Regions from separate parts of the Mus musculus genome. Here region 1 is linked to region 2. The links are chromatin contacts, called in public Hi-C maps. All regions are on one chromosome and are shown on one strand. The core of a region is the stretch at or near the end of the contact, and the rest is flanking DNA. Distances in the headings are between cores, read along the strand shown.

Region 1 (2,700 bases), core at 25-2,524, 5.8 Mb before region 2:
CCTCTGCTTCTGGGAAGCTAGGATTAAAGGAATGAACCAGCATGCTTAGCTTACTCCATCTCCTCATGGTCAGAGCCATTAGTTGAACCAAGAGCAGCAATTCTTCCAAGGCTCTGAACTCAATACTTACGTGCATCAAGAAATGTCATGTGTGCCTCTTATGAGACTCATTTTTCTGAAAAACTATGATCTCAAAGGTGTGCAAACTCTTTTGATCTCTTTTTTATGCATTCTTACACAGTTCACATCTGAATTGGCAAAAGAGGTATTGAAGTTGAAATGATATAAAGTACTCACCTAAATGCGGTACTATGCAGGCAGCCAGCAAAGCCATCCAAATATTCTTTTAACATGAGCCAGTTGTCATTGTCCTTGCTGTGCATTTTGCTTTGTTCTGACATTATGGGAATTCAACATACAATTTTGAACATACTAGCAGTCATTCTACCACTGAACTACATTCCCAGAGTCCCTCCTATTTTTATAATCCAACATTCAAACTATTTACTTGAGTTTAACAAAGCCAGCCCTAAGAATAATATCATCCAAAGTTCTTCAGGTTTGTTTGGCCCACTGACTGGTTAACCAAACAGAAAGGATCTTTCAAATAATTTTCATTAATAGAAGATTGGGTAGCCATACTATGTCTGAGTTAAGATAGATAGCATGCATTGTTTTTCTGCCTTGTTCTATCTAGATGTTACAATGTTTCACTTGGATGACATGAATTAGTGTCTTATAGGCTATATATTTAAGAAATAATTCACATTTTCTTTCCACCGTTCTGTTTGTTGCAATGTTTTTGAAAACACAATTAGCATACATGGTTACATATTTATTTCTGAAGATGCTCAAGTCTCTCTTCACATCATTGCTTTTACCTATCCTTTGTGCTCAACTTTAAGTGTTGCTATGAATAGCAATATGTAGAATTTAAATTCTTTCCCTCATCACTCCATTCTCTGCTCTGAAATATGCTGAAATGAAAACAGGGGGAGGGAGGTTATGGATAGTCTACACTGATGGACAATGAAAAGTTGACTGTAATATAGTATGAAGGTGATTTCTTGGTTTAGAATTTTTCAATATTTCTCTTCCTCTTCCTGAATATAGTATTCAAAGATAAAATGCTTTGAAAATGCAAGTTAAAATAACTATGATAGATCCAAAGATCTGTTTAAATCAGTGTGAATGAAGTTTTCCCAAAGTCAGAAGCAGAGATTTGATTTTTAATCCTATTTTATTGTTCAGGTTTACTTGAATTTTAAGAAAAAATGTCTCCACTTATAAGAAGCATTGTCGATATCACTGAAGTTTTCAATCAATATGCATCACAAAGTTGTGATGGAGCATCACTTAGCAAGAAAGACCTGAAAAACCTCCTTGAGAGAGAACTTGGAGATGTCCTTCAGGTAAGACCTCACATACACAAAAAGAAATCTATAGGTGTGGGGGCTATCAAATTTTCTCCCAAGAAAGACCAGAGCAATGAATATTGATCAATATTGTTTTAAAACATGACAGGGCTACATTCATTTTTGAGCCCGAGTTATTTAAATCTGTATTGTAATATGAGTATTAAAGAAGTTAATAGCATATATTTAATGGTCTTGATGGCATTGTTAGTAGGAATGAAGTGTAAGTTAATAGGGCATTACCACTGATGATGCCTGATCAAGTTAGTTGGACCTGAAAAGACTCCCCGCACCATCTTCCAACTTTCAGCAACAGAAATTTGCCTGTTTCGCAATTAAAATGGCATTGCTGTAAATATCTCAGTTCTTCTTCAAACATGGAATAAGACTTAAATCAGGAGCACTGGCTATTTCAAGCAGAAATATCTGTTGAAAATCTTCTTAAATTCCATTGTACTGATCACAAGGATGAAACCATTCTTATTCATTCATCTAGAAAGAATTTGTTGTTTTGATCAGCACACAATTAACAAAAATTTCCAACAATAGTATGTTTTGAAATGAGTTGTTTCCATAGCTGGGGAAACAGGACAACATATTTTCTTTGCTTTTTAAAAAGATTTATTTATTTATTTTATATGTGAGTACACTGTCGATCCCTTTAGACACACCAGAAGAGAGCATCAGATCCCATTACAGATGGGGTTGTGAGCCACCATGTGGTTGCTGGGAATTGAACTCAGGACTTATGGAAGAGCAGTCAAGTGCTCTTAGCGGCTAAACCATCTCTCCAGCTCCTCTGTGCATTTTCTAATCGCTCCAAATAGTCCCCTCCCCAAAACAAACGTGAGTGCAAAAGTTTACTACTTGTAAATAATTAATTATAAAACTTTTTTGTTTGTTTGTTTTAATCTTTTCATAGAGACCACATGACCCTGAGACGATAGACCTGACCCTAGAACTTCTGGATCGCGACTGCAACGGGCGTGTTGATTTCAACGAATTCCTCCTGTTCCTTTTCAAGATTGCTCAAGCTTGCTATTATGCTCTCGATCAGGCCGCAGAGCTAGGCGAGAAGAGAGCCCTGCCCAATGAAAAGAGGAACCTGTCACAAGATCGCAGGCAAGAAGACCAAAGGAGATTCGAGCCCCGAAGCAGACAACTGGACGAAGAACCTGGGCGCCGAAGCTGGCAGAAGAGACGTGAGCAGGAGGAGCGCGCTGAGGAGCAGCGGCTGGAGCAGCGCTACAGGCAGCACCGCGATGAAGAGCAGAGACTGCAAAGG
Region 2 (2,860 bases), core at 308-2,807:
CCGTTCTCTTTTTGGCCTCCGTATAAGTCTGCGATCTGAGGCCTTATGCCATTTATCCATGAGGATAAATAACTTGGTGAGCGGTTGGATAACAAAAATGGTGGGGGATGTTGTTTTAAGTTCCTAGGTTATCTGTGGTGAATGAACGGTCCTGAAAGCTTTAAAAGTGAGGCGTGGGAGCAAAGGGAGATCATTAGTAAGAGATGAGAGCCAAGTTCTGGAGATGAGGGGATTTGAAGAAATTTTGAAAAAGTTCCTTCCCAGCTATCAGAAGTCTTATCTATCTCCCCCCCACCCCCAACCCCGGCACCCGCTGTGGGTTCTTTGGAATAAGAGCCCGGGATAGGCGAAGCGCAGCTCAGAGTCTGCTGCGCTATGAAAGTTACTATTTGTGTGGTGCAGGGGCCCAGTCTAGCAGGGTAAGTTTGCAGACCCCGAGGCAAGCTAAGCGGCCCATGCAGGTCTCTTAACTCTCAGCGTGTCTGTCTCCTCCCTCCATCAGGTAGAACAAGGAGCGTGAAGTCCTGAAATGTTCAGTTATAAGGCCGAATGGCAGCAGGAAAATTTTTTGTTGTTGTTGTTTCGTTTTGCCTTAACCGGACCCGCTTAGAAAGTCATTGATCTGGAACACAGTAGAAACCTGCGTAGAGAAATTTGGGCAGATCTCAAAGCCCCTGGGGGCATGGGTGATATGATCAGAAATATCTTCTGCCTTTTTTTTTTTTTTTTTTTTTTTTTTTTTGAGGAGAGGGACAGGTTAGCATTTTGTCACAGCATCAGCTTCCCAGATCTGCATCTGAACTGAGTATGATAGCTAGCTCTATTAGATCCTGAGAGTTTGGAAGGAAACTGTATGGATTCGTATTTGGACTTGTAGAGTCTATAAGGGCGAAGATCAGATTTTGACTTTGAGCTGTCCCGACTGCCCTCCTCCTACAGAGAAACAAGTCGGGTGCCGGGAAGCCAGGGGTTAAAGTTGGCAGAGAAGCATCCTGGGGATGGCCAGCGCACAGCCTTGGCCCGAGCCTCAGTCTCTCCCTTCTCCCCATTGGCCCGAGCTCTCGGGCTTTCTCTTGTTCCTTTCTTGCCATTGGCTGGGGGCTGGCTTTCCTCCCCTCTGCCTTTTTCTGCTCCCCCTCCCTTTTCCCTCACCCCTCGGACAGGAGCTCACTGCCTACCCCCTGTTCCTCGGGAAGGGAGGAATTCAGGGGGGAAAAGTTTCCCAGAAGTTTGGATCAGGGAAGGACGGGAAGAACGAGTGGGGAAGGGGGAGAGGGAGGAGAAAAAGGAAGAGGGAGTGAATTTAAAAAAAAAAAAAAAAAAGAAAGAAAGAAAAGAAAAAAAAAAAAGAAAAGATGAAGTTCAGTCAGCAGAGTTTGTGAGCGCCTGCCCGGGTGGGTGGGGAGCTGGACTCAGTGCTCCATGCAACGGGCGGGCGGCGTTCCCCGCGCTAGTTCCTAGAGGCTGGGGCAGCTGGGGGCACCGGTCTGATCCGGCGGTCGAGGGCGGGGGAGGACACGGAGGGAGGGCGCAGATCACCCGCGGAGCCGCCGCCCCAGTTTCGGCCGCGGCGCCGCCGCCTCTCCAGGGCCGGGTCGGCGGGCGCTCGGAGCGTGCGGCCGCGGGGCTGCCAGCTCAGTAGCGCGGGCTAGAGGAGACCCGGGTGCGGGCGGCTAAAATGAGTGAACGGAGAAGATCTGCAGTCGCCCTGAGCTCCCGAGCACATGCCTTCTCCGTTGAAGCCTTGATCGGCTCAAATAAAAAGCGGAAACTGCGAGACTGGGAGGAGAAGGGGCTGGACTTGTCCATGGAGGCGCTGAGTCCCGCAGGCCCACTCGGAGACACAGACGACCCGGCGACACACGGCCTGGAGCCCCACCCGGGTGAGTGTGTCGGATCGGACGACGGGAGGCGGGTGGAGAAGGAACACCAGCCGGTATCCCCGCGAGTGGAGGGAGGCCCTGCCTGCTGACTCCCTGCCTCACTCCGACGGGGGTTCCTTTTTCTTGGCATAAATACCTTGAGCCTCCCTAAATTCGCCGGAACCAATTTGGGGGCCTGGCCCGAGCCTTGCATTTTAATCGCCAATTTCAAGGCCTACTTGCGTCCATCCCCCTTCTCTTGTGTCAGAGACTGAGGGCTGCGGGTCCCTGGGTTTGAAAGAGCTCAGTCAAAGACACTGGAGAAAGAGCCCAGTGGATCTGAGACTTGCTTCCGTGCTTCTGAGAGCCCCCGAGTGCTGCCAGACGAAGCCTATAAGGCAGCCATGGGAAATGTTCCGGTTTTCTCTTTTAGTTTCTCTCTCAACTAAGTTTTAGATGGTGGAGTATAATTATTTCTATTTCACTGGGGACATAGTAGATAGACACTGTATCCTGAGACCCAGGTCTTTAATCCGTGCCCACATCTCAGTATTTGGGTGGGTGCACGTTTCAACTAATTTTCTTAGATCTCTCCATATTGTACATAATTAATATGCACAAAACACTTAAAACTCAAGGCGGATGTCAATGTGTGTATTTTAACAGAACCCTAAGAGGGAGAAAACAGCTTCACATTTTGTATTTAGTGCCAAGATTTCAACAGTGCAAAACAGCCCGGGGGAACAGCTGTTGTCAAAATCCTGTAAGCACGCTCACAAACACTACACTCATAACTCGGTTTAGCGGCTTCAGAATATTTTCAACAACTAGTATTTTCAGCCCAGATTTCTAAGGCCCTGCAGAAGGTGTCCCTGCGGACCAGCTAGGATCCAGGACTAGACTCCTTGTCCTACACGGCTTGGGGGTGGGGGGGAAGAGTCAGGCAGCCGCCCACACAGGAATGGGAGCAGCAGTAGGCTCGGGAGCTTGAGGATCCT

Evidence for each region. Hi-C and Micro-C count contacts between places; a contact is called where the count stands out from the background.
Region 1: a Hi-C map of LSK cells shows a contact between it and region 2, with 6 times the contacts expected there. The contact joins the promoter of Tchh here to the promoter of Tbx15 in region 2. A contact is called at or near these places in 1 of 39 promoter capture datasets (cranial neural crest) and 3 of 484 Hi-C or Micro-C datasets (LSK cells and embryonic stem cells).

Annotation. Positions count from the first base shown.
Region 1 is chr3:93,441,056-93,443,755 of GRCm38.p6, forward strand. It overlaps Tchh (trichohyalin), which reads left to right and starts at 1,275. Exons shown (of 2, transcript NM_001163098.1): 1 at 1,275-1,412; 2 at 2,338-2,700. The coding sequence starts at 1,275.
Region 2 is chr3:99,252,203-99,255,062 of GRCm38.p6, forward strand. It overlaps Tbx15 (T-box 15), which reads left to right and starts at 1,558. Exons shown (of 8, transcript NM_009323.2): 1 at 1,558-1,883. The coding sequence starts at 1,679.